Linked DNA regions of Ovis aries: region 1 is linked to region 2. Evidence: chromatin contacts called from public Hi-C data. All regions are on one chromosome and are shown on one strand. Each heading gives the region's core, a stretch centred on a gene start, on an enhancer-like site or on the middle of the called end of the contact. The rest is flanking DNA. Distances are from core to core; before and after follow the strand shown.

The links. A called contact is a pair of places that touch in the nucleus more often than the background predicts.
Region 1: a Hi-C map of hypothalamus shows a contact between it and region 2, with 4 times the contacts expected there. The contact joins two enhancer-like sites. A contact is called at or near these places in 6 of 16 Hi-C or Micro-C datasets (hypothalamus, liver, muscle and 2 more).

Annotation. Positions count from the first base shown.
Region 1 is chr1:180,706,821-180,711,240 of ARS-UI_Ramb_v3.0, forward strand. All of the region lies in intron 1 of ZBTB20 (zinc finger and BTB domain containing 20), which reads right to left. It overlaps LOC132660066 (a long non-coding RNA gene), which reads left to right. Exons shown (of 3, transcript XR_009601262.1): 1 at 1-2,567. Among named protein-coding and RNA genes, the nearest start is that of ZBTB20, 50 kb to the right of the region's middle. Within about 2 kb of position 3,126, at least 5 of the 54 cell types and tissues checked have an H3K27ac peak or open chromatin away from gene starts, as enhancers often do. A contact at or near this core is called in hypothalamus, where this site is marked.
Region 2 is chr1:180,441,529-180,445,406 of ARS-UI_Ramb_v3.0, forward strand. The region is part of intron 4 of ZBTB20 (zinc finger and BTB domain containing 20); the gene reads right to left. Among named protein-coding and RNA genes, the nearest start is that of ZBTB20, 320 kb to the right of the region's middle. Within about 2 kb of position 2,438, at least 8 of the 54 cell types and tissues checked have an H3K27ac peak or open chromatin away from gene starts, as enhancers often do. A contact at or near this core is called in hypothalamus, where this site is marked.

The sequences.
Region 1 (4,420 bases), core at 1,876-4,375, 270 kb after region 2:
TGACTCTTTGTGACCCCATGAACTGTAGCCCACCAAGCTCCTCTTTCCATGGGATTCTCCAGGCAAGAATATTGGAGTGGGTTGCCGTTTCCTTCTCCAGGGGATCTTCCTGATCCAGGGACTGAACCCAGGTCTCCCACATTGCAGGCAGACGCTTTAACTTCTGAGCCACCAGGGAAGCCCCTATATTTGTTTGCCTAGTTCCTATTTAAACAATAAAAGAGAGGCCCATATTCTCATTATTTAAATGTCTTGGTGTCTAAATAAGGGGATTTTGTTTATATTAATAATCATATAGTGTTCATATACATGCATACTATCTCCCAGAAAAATTACATCACCTAAGAGATTCATAGTTTTCTGCTAGTAATTGTTTTTGTTTTTGTTTTTACTTAAGTTTTTTTTTACTTAGTTTTAATTTGGTACCTAAGCAAACTGACAACATTCCTTTAACTTTTTCCCACTTGCATTTCATTTATGGAAAGAAGCTCATACTATAAAAGAAATTTGTCAACAACAAATCATAATTTGATTACAATAGCAATTCAGAGAACATCTCTGAAAGAAAAGGAAAAAACAGCAAATATTCAGGTTCATTTAATAAAAAATTATAGCCTTCTAAACATTAGAGAGAACTAAAATTTAAATAATTTAAATTCAAATGTGGTTTTTAAAAAAGTTTAGATGGAAAATTTCTAAAGAATGAAATAACACTATTATATATTAAGATGAATAATTATTACCATTTTTATTTTCAATGTATCGGACATCTTTTTAATCTCCAAAAACCCCAAACTCTATTAAACAATTTTATATTTTTTTGAATGCAAATTCTTACATTAGTTATTTATTATGTAAAGCTTTCAAATAAATTCTTAACATTTTTAAATGCATAATATGTAACAGGTATGTGGAACTCATCATATCTCATGACAGAATTACACAGTGGCAAAATTACTTGTAGTATCAAGAAAATAAACACAAAGTACAATAATTACCACCCTTCCCATCAAAGTTTCAAAGATAACACTTCATATTCAGAAATTAGTAATAATACCTTTAGTTTCCATCTGGTAAGTAGATGGATCAATGAATTTAGCCCTTGCTCCTTTCTCAGCATACTCACTTGGAAGTCAGTAGCTAACTTTCCCTAAGTTAAAGCAATTATATAAGGGGTACATTGATTAACTGAACTACAGAATACCCTAAACTGAAGGTTCAACTGAGTGTCAAAAGATTCCAGAAAGGCAAGTTCCATGTCCTCAAGCTGATTATTTTCAAGCAAACTGTAGAATCACCAAAAAAGCTTGATCCTAGAGAAGAGGTTATGAAGCCAAAGTCAAGCATAATTTTTCCACAGTTTAGTGTGGAAATAGCACGCCACTTATTCATTATTACAGCTGAACAGCTAGAGTGGCAGAAAAGCCCTTTTTTCTTATAGGCCCTTGAATGTTGTTTCTAACATCTGCTGTAGTGGTTACACATACATGATAGTAATAATAGATGGCATTATTTCTTCCCACAGCCTACATTGAAATTAGAAGTAATAGAGCTCAAAGAATCTATTTTGATACATTAAACATAACTGACATTAATGTTACTTGATAATTAAATATATAATATCTATGTTACAGGAAAATACATGAATTTAGACTTTCTCTAGGAATTCTAGGATACAGATATTGCCCTTGGGTTTTCGGTAAAGAATTGAAAGGATTTTGCTAGTTATTTGCCATTGGTTATAATCCCTGAGGATTCTACAAAATGCTAGAAATTACATAAGCAATGGACATGCATGAAAGACTGGTTTACAAGAAAACTGCAAAATTCACCAAGTTTTTGCCAAATAAACTAGGAATTGCATATGTAATCTGAAAGTCTGGAGCAAAGAATCAAATGGCCAATGCTGACTCTAGAAACATTATAAATAATACCCAGTGTTGCATAAGCTAACCAAAATGGCTTATACAACATGAAAAAAAAATCATACAAAAGGGTTGATTTCTAATTGAATAATAACTCTTAGATGTACAAACTTGCACAACTGCTAGTGTTTATTGCCCTTGATGTGGGGTGAACTATTACTATGTAAGCAGTATATGATTTCTATATGCTTGTGATAGTTACATGGCCATATAAATGAAAATATTTAAGTTTTCTTTTCAGTGCTACACAACTTTTCATGCTAATTACATTCTCACTGGCTAAGGACCTTAAGGTGAAGTACTAGCTTATTCCTTTGTAGAAGTTTAATAAAGTACATTTTCCACTGAAAAATGTAGTTTGCTAAAATGTTTCTAAAGTGGCCTCCAAGACAAGTCAGCTCTAATATCTATTATCAAGTTTTAGACTTAAAAGAGGCCACCCTTGGGACTGAAGAAGGCTGGAACTAGTGGCATTCAAAGAATGTCAACATCAGTGCTTCCTTTGCCAGAAAGGATCACTAGTTAGCAGTATCAGCCAGATGCTGCCTCTACACACCTTGCCAGACCCTGGGGCAATGCATTTGCTCAGGGTCTGAACTTGGCTCCTCTGTGGCAGCAGGACTAGCCGCTACTCAAGCTTGGGTAAGTTCATGAACACAGCCACTGATAATTTCTATATTTATAGAAAGCCAGAACATGTGTAGATAATCACACAATTGGATATTTATGAAGTGCCAGATTTTATGAATACGGGAATTTGTTTATTAGCACAAGGACTAATCATTAAAATTCAAAAATAGATAAATAAACAGGAATACCATTTATTTGTTCACATTTCAGGGAAAAATATGCAGCTGCTATTTCTTTGATGAATGTAGGCTTCTGGAGAAAAAAATGTGAAGAAGAAAAGTATCCAAAAGTCTTGAAATCTTAATGAGTACAATCCAAGAAATCACTATATAGTCTTTATATTAAAAATGACCATAGTGATTCTCCCCTTAAGTTAGAAAAAAGTTTAAACTAACATGTGCTTAGCATTTGAGTTACGTTGCCTTGCATTCCACTATTTTGGTCCTTTTCAAGGAGTCAAAACTGATTTTCATCAGATAGGAGTTAAAAAGCACATAACACGTCACTCAATACCAAATTGTTTTAGCTACAGGGCATGGCAAAGCATGAAATAACTGCTTTAGAACACTTCCTCATGTGGGTGTGTTAGATAACTGTCTGCTCCAACATTAAAACGAAACATACTGTGACCTGACCAAGACTTCGGGCTTTCAACAGGCAGATTTCATGTGCTGATAGGAAAAGCCCACCATAACAAGTAAGGCTAGTTAATAAATTCTTCTGGCACTCTATAGCCCTCCTGTGATGCAAGCCTTTCAGCTTTCCAAATCCCTATATAGCAGAATACACTGGTTTTAAGTTTACTTATGCACATTTTATAATGTCCTGCCGTATTTAGATTGTGACAGTCCCTCCAAGAAAAGGCTGTGATTATTTTTCATGCTAAAAATATTTTAGATCTACTGAAGGCTCAGAATTATAATGCAAAAGAAAATATATACACATTCTAAAACTCAAACCAACCATAAAAATGACTAAATGTTTACTGTTACTCTTTCTAGAAGGTTAAAGGAAATTTTCATCTTCTCTTAAAAACCTATTTTTTTTGGTTTGCTTCTAATTAACCTAAATATGCTTAACACAAAATTTTAAGATGTCATATCCTCAAAGAATCTGTTTCCTTTATCCACACATGTATGAGAACATAGATATATACGCATGTGCACACAGGTATCTGTTCATATACATGTGTACAGAAAAAGAGAATTATTAGTCAAGAGATATAGTAAAGATTTATTTTTAAAAGATTTGAATTTTAGGTAGTTCTCATAATATTAATATAGAAAATGACAGGTGCATCAGACATGCACACTTTGACACTAGTTTTTAAACAAATGTTTAGGTCAAAAGTCTCAAATGGAAAAAAAAAATCACATTTGAAACACCATATATTGCATACCATATGAACATACACTTTCAGTAGGTTCCCTCAAAGTTCCCCTTTAGACCTTCAGGGTTAAAAAAAATCCCTGACAGGACTTGACTGAGTGTCTTTAGCATCTGTACTACTCTTGGTCAAAGCTGGCCTTCCAGCTTAAAAGACACTTTTTATAATACAAGCAAATTAAAAGTCTCTGAACAAATTTTTTAAAAGAAAGGGGAAAAAACCTTTTAGTATCAAAAGTTCACCATCTTCTTAGAATAATGGATTTTTAATAAACATTTTACTAGGTTTGAACATCGAGAATGTGTTTGGGAATCTGCTCCAGCATCCCAGGTGGGTTAAGAATATTGCTTTATGGACTTCTTTGTGTAGTCAGAGAGGCCCAATGGAATTAAAAAAAAAAAAAAGTGTCACTTCTATTAAATAAATACTTTATTATGAAAAAGGTGATTATTACTATCAAAGATCTCTATAGATTAGC
Region 2 (3,878 bases), core at 1,188-3,687:
GATGGCATACTGTACTACTGAACAAATAGATATTTTAAAATACTATGTATTTTCTATCTGTAGATAGTGTTGAGATATATTGTCAATCTATTGGCTCAATTGTCAATCTATATGTTCAAAGAATCACCTGTTTCTCCAGACTCAACTGTTTTATAAATATAAGGAAATATAATCTTCTTTCACTGAAACTCAGCCTGCTATCTTCCCTGTTGCAATGTCAGTTTCTTCATTTGTAAGATGAAGGAATCAGACCTATTTATATCTATGATCACTTCTAGTTCTATATTTGCTAGTTTTATGATTCTAAACATCAGCACTGTATATTGAGGGATAGCAAAGTAGGCAAAGAACAAGGAACAAAACTTCATTAAGGTACTAACTACACAGTAAAATTGAAGGTGAATAATTCTGCCTTGAGTTGTCATACAGAAACACTTCACCTACTAAATATCATTAATAATATGAAGGAAAGGTTGAATATTAATGTCATATGTGATAAGATTAAGGTTAAAATCAAGATTAAGAATATAATAATGAATTGAGAAATGAAAGAATTATAAACGTCTATTGAACTAATATGCAATATTCTTTGACAAAAGGAAATTTCTTATACAGTTTTACTCAAAAACAACAACTTGGAGAGACCTTGGAGTTTTTACTTTTATTTTCAAGAAGTCAAATCATAATACTAAAAAAGTGTTTAACATAGTTCATAGCGCTGACCTCTACTGGATAATCCTAAGAATATCTTATTCATTTTTTAAAAAATAAGACATTAACATTTAATATAGATATTGCAATTAATTAATGCTAACTATGTTTCACATCCTTTATTTGCATTGACTCATGTAATTCAACCATCAACTATAAGGTAAGTGCTATTAGAACACAGAACCATAGGGATAGCTATCAGTAATGCTAGACTATCAGTGGGTATCCCCATTTTTTCAGTCTGCAAAGTTGACACAGTGCAGCACGGTGTTTCAATAAATAATATGACTCATAGAAAATGATTACATTTTTGTATTCTTCTTAACAGTAACTACATGAATAATTTATTCTTCTATACATGAAAGTAAAAACAGAAGAAATGAAATTGGGAGGTGTACACTTTTTTTCTCACTATAAGCTTGAAGTGCTTAGTCGCTCATTCATGTAGGACTCTTTGCAACCCCATGGACTCTAGCCAGCCAGGCTCCCCTGTCCATGGAGATTCTCCAGGCAAGAATATTGGAGTGGGTTGCCATGCATTCTTCCAGGGGATCTTCCCAACCCAGAGATCAAACCTATGAGGTTCGATCGACCCTACGTCTCCTGCATTCCAGGTGAATTCTTCACCATCTGAGCACCAGGGAAGCCCATAAGCTCGAGGATATACCCATAAATTATTAGACACATAAAATCCAATAAGCAATGTGAATGAAATTGTTTGAAGTGACATAACAAGCTTTTTAACAAGCAAATTCTTGTAGAATAGTGAACACTAAAACGGGCAAAACAGATGTGTATCATAGTCCTGGAGCTGCCACCATCAAATTGTATCATCTTGGACAAGTTACTTAACTAATAGGGGCACCAATTTTAATTTTTCCTAAAATAGGGGTGATTTAGATCTCAAAGTTCCTTCTATTAACAGCAGTCAGTGGTAAGCTACCTATGAAGTCAAGCAATGATTTGTTTCATTTATTATGTACCAGTTACTAATCTAAGTGAGTGGTAGACTCACAACTTTAACTAAACTACAGCAACTATCTGAGCTGCTCTGTAGTTATCTAACTGCAGCTTCAATTTAATAAGGCACTATGTTGAACACTGAGGGATGTGCAATTTTCATTTCTGCTCAAGATTTAGATCAAAATATATCTTTGCAGTAATCTGATAATATAAAAAATCAGAAGTGCATAAATACAAGGACTTAATCTTCTAGACCCTCTCCTATAATTTTTGACCACCATTTAAAATCTCAGCCTGCTACCCTTGACTTCTAGTATTGCCAAGTACAAAAAAACTTTCTGGATATAGTATCTGAGCTGAGTAAGAGGCTTGAGAAAGGCAGAGGGAGGGGCAGAAGTAGTATAATTCAGTAAGACATTTCTCAGGCTTCTCATTATTTTTTTAGTTATATTAGTTTCAGGAACTATTTTAACACAAGACTATGAATAGAAATCATGTGTGGCAGGCTGATATTGTAAGCAAAAAACAAAAAATCAGGGGAACAATGGAATAATAGGTCTTAGTGTTTAAGCATTTCTACCACTAGAAATACTTGACAAGAATACCACTTTCTCTGTGTTTTGGAAATTGTTTGAAGGTAAAACCAGATAGCTGAAACCCAGGTTCTATATTTTGGGCATTCAGAGGTCATTTGCAAAGGAGAGCCCAGGTCAAGAGCAAGCCCCTTAGGCCTACTCCAGAAATTTCACTAGAGGGTGCTCTTGGGCTTTTATGAGTTGTCAATTCTCCAGTAAGAAAACCAAGTGTCACTTAGAAAACACATTCTGCCTTCGCATACTTGGGCTTCATCATGGAACCCATATCCAACACTTCCATATAGATGTAAGGATATCTCAAGTAGACTTGAGCCTTGTTCTTATTTTCCTTTGCAATTGCCTTGTTTCTACTGGTAGAACACTTGTAGGCTTCATAAATGTAGGGCCCACAAGAGGTCTCCAGAAGTCTACATTCTAGTTAGATAACTACAGAAACTTCCTGAGATGTCAGCAAAGTTAAATGGGGTTAACTGATGGAGCTATTTTTGCAAATAGGTTTTAATCTTTGGTTAGAGATTGGTAGGTTCATAATTTGTATACCTACTGAAAGGATTTTAATTATTCTGTAGGACCTATAGATATAATTTTACTGTCACATAGAACAATATGAAGCAGTTATTTATATTTATTATTCATATTTATAATGAAATCCAATATCGAGCCCTGAATAAGTACTCAATAAATATTCCTTGATCCCTTACTGCATAGAGAAATTTCTGTAGTATGTTTCCGATAGAATGACATGATTAAATCTTAATCTCTACTCCATATGTTAGAATTTGTTTCTGTAACTCTGAGTTTATACTAAATGACTTATTCTAGTTATTTCTAATCATAGCTGCTTTCTATATGTTTCCTGTTTTGTGATGTACTCAAGAGAAAATGGGACAGGGAGATTGCTTTGTTATGTGGTTAACTATTAATTTTTTTTTTACTAGAAAGATTGAGTAGGTTGCTTGTTTATACATTAAGAAATTGGCAATGATGTATAACCACACGTAGTAATGTTCTTCTTCAGAATAAAAATGAAAGACTAAGTAAAGTTCTTCTTCACCTTCATAATATAAAATTTCTTCTCAGCCCCTGATGGCCACCTGTCATTATGCCTGTTATCACGTTGACCTTCTCATCACATTCTGCAAATCTTAATGACTTTAGCATCTTTAGGATTGATAGGATAATTATGAAGATTATTATGGGATATTCAGGTTTTGTCTGCATTTCCAGTTTGGTTAAATTGAAGTTTCATTATTACATGACTGAATTAAGCTTTCAAGTTTCTCTCAAAAATCACTCTGAAGTTTCTGACAAATAAGAAATTCAGGGCTAAATAGTAGTCCTTTATGGTGTATACATTTGTACAAAAATGTGTTTTAAAACTTTTGTTTGATAAAAGACAAGCCAGTTTCACTTGCGAAGTCTGTCCTTTCATCACCCTGCATAGAACGTAAGAAGCATGAAAAGTTGAGAAATTCTGAAGTGGATTCAGAGCTCTTATGGTCACCTGAGCTCTTGAGGGGCTCTCTTTGAGAAGGACCAAAGAGTTTAAGCATACACTTCTGAGGCATGTTATCCCCCATTCAGCTTGCAGAGCAGAGTCGCTAGCAT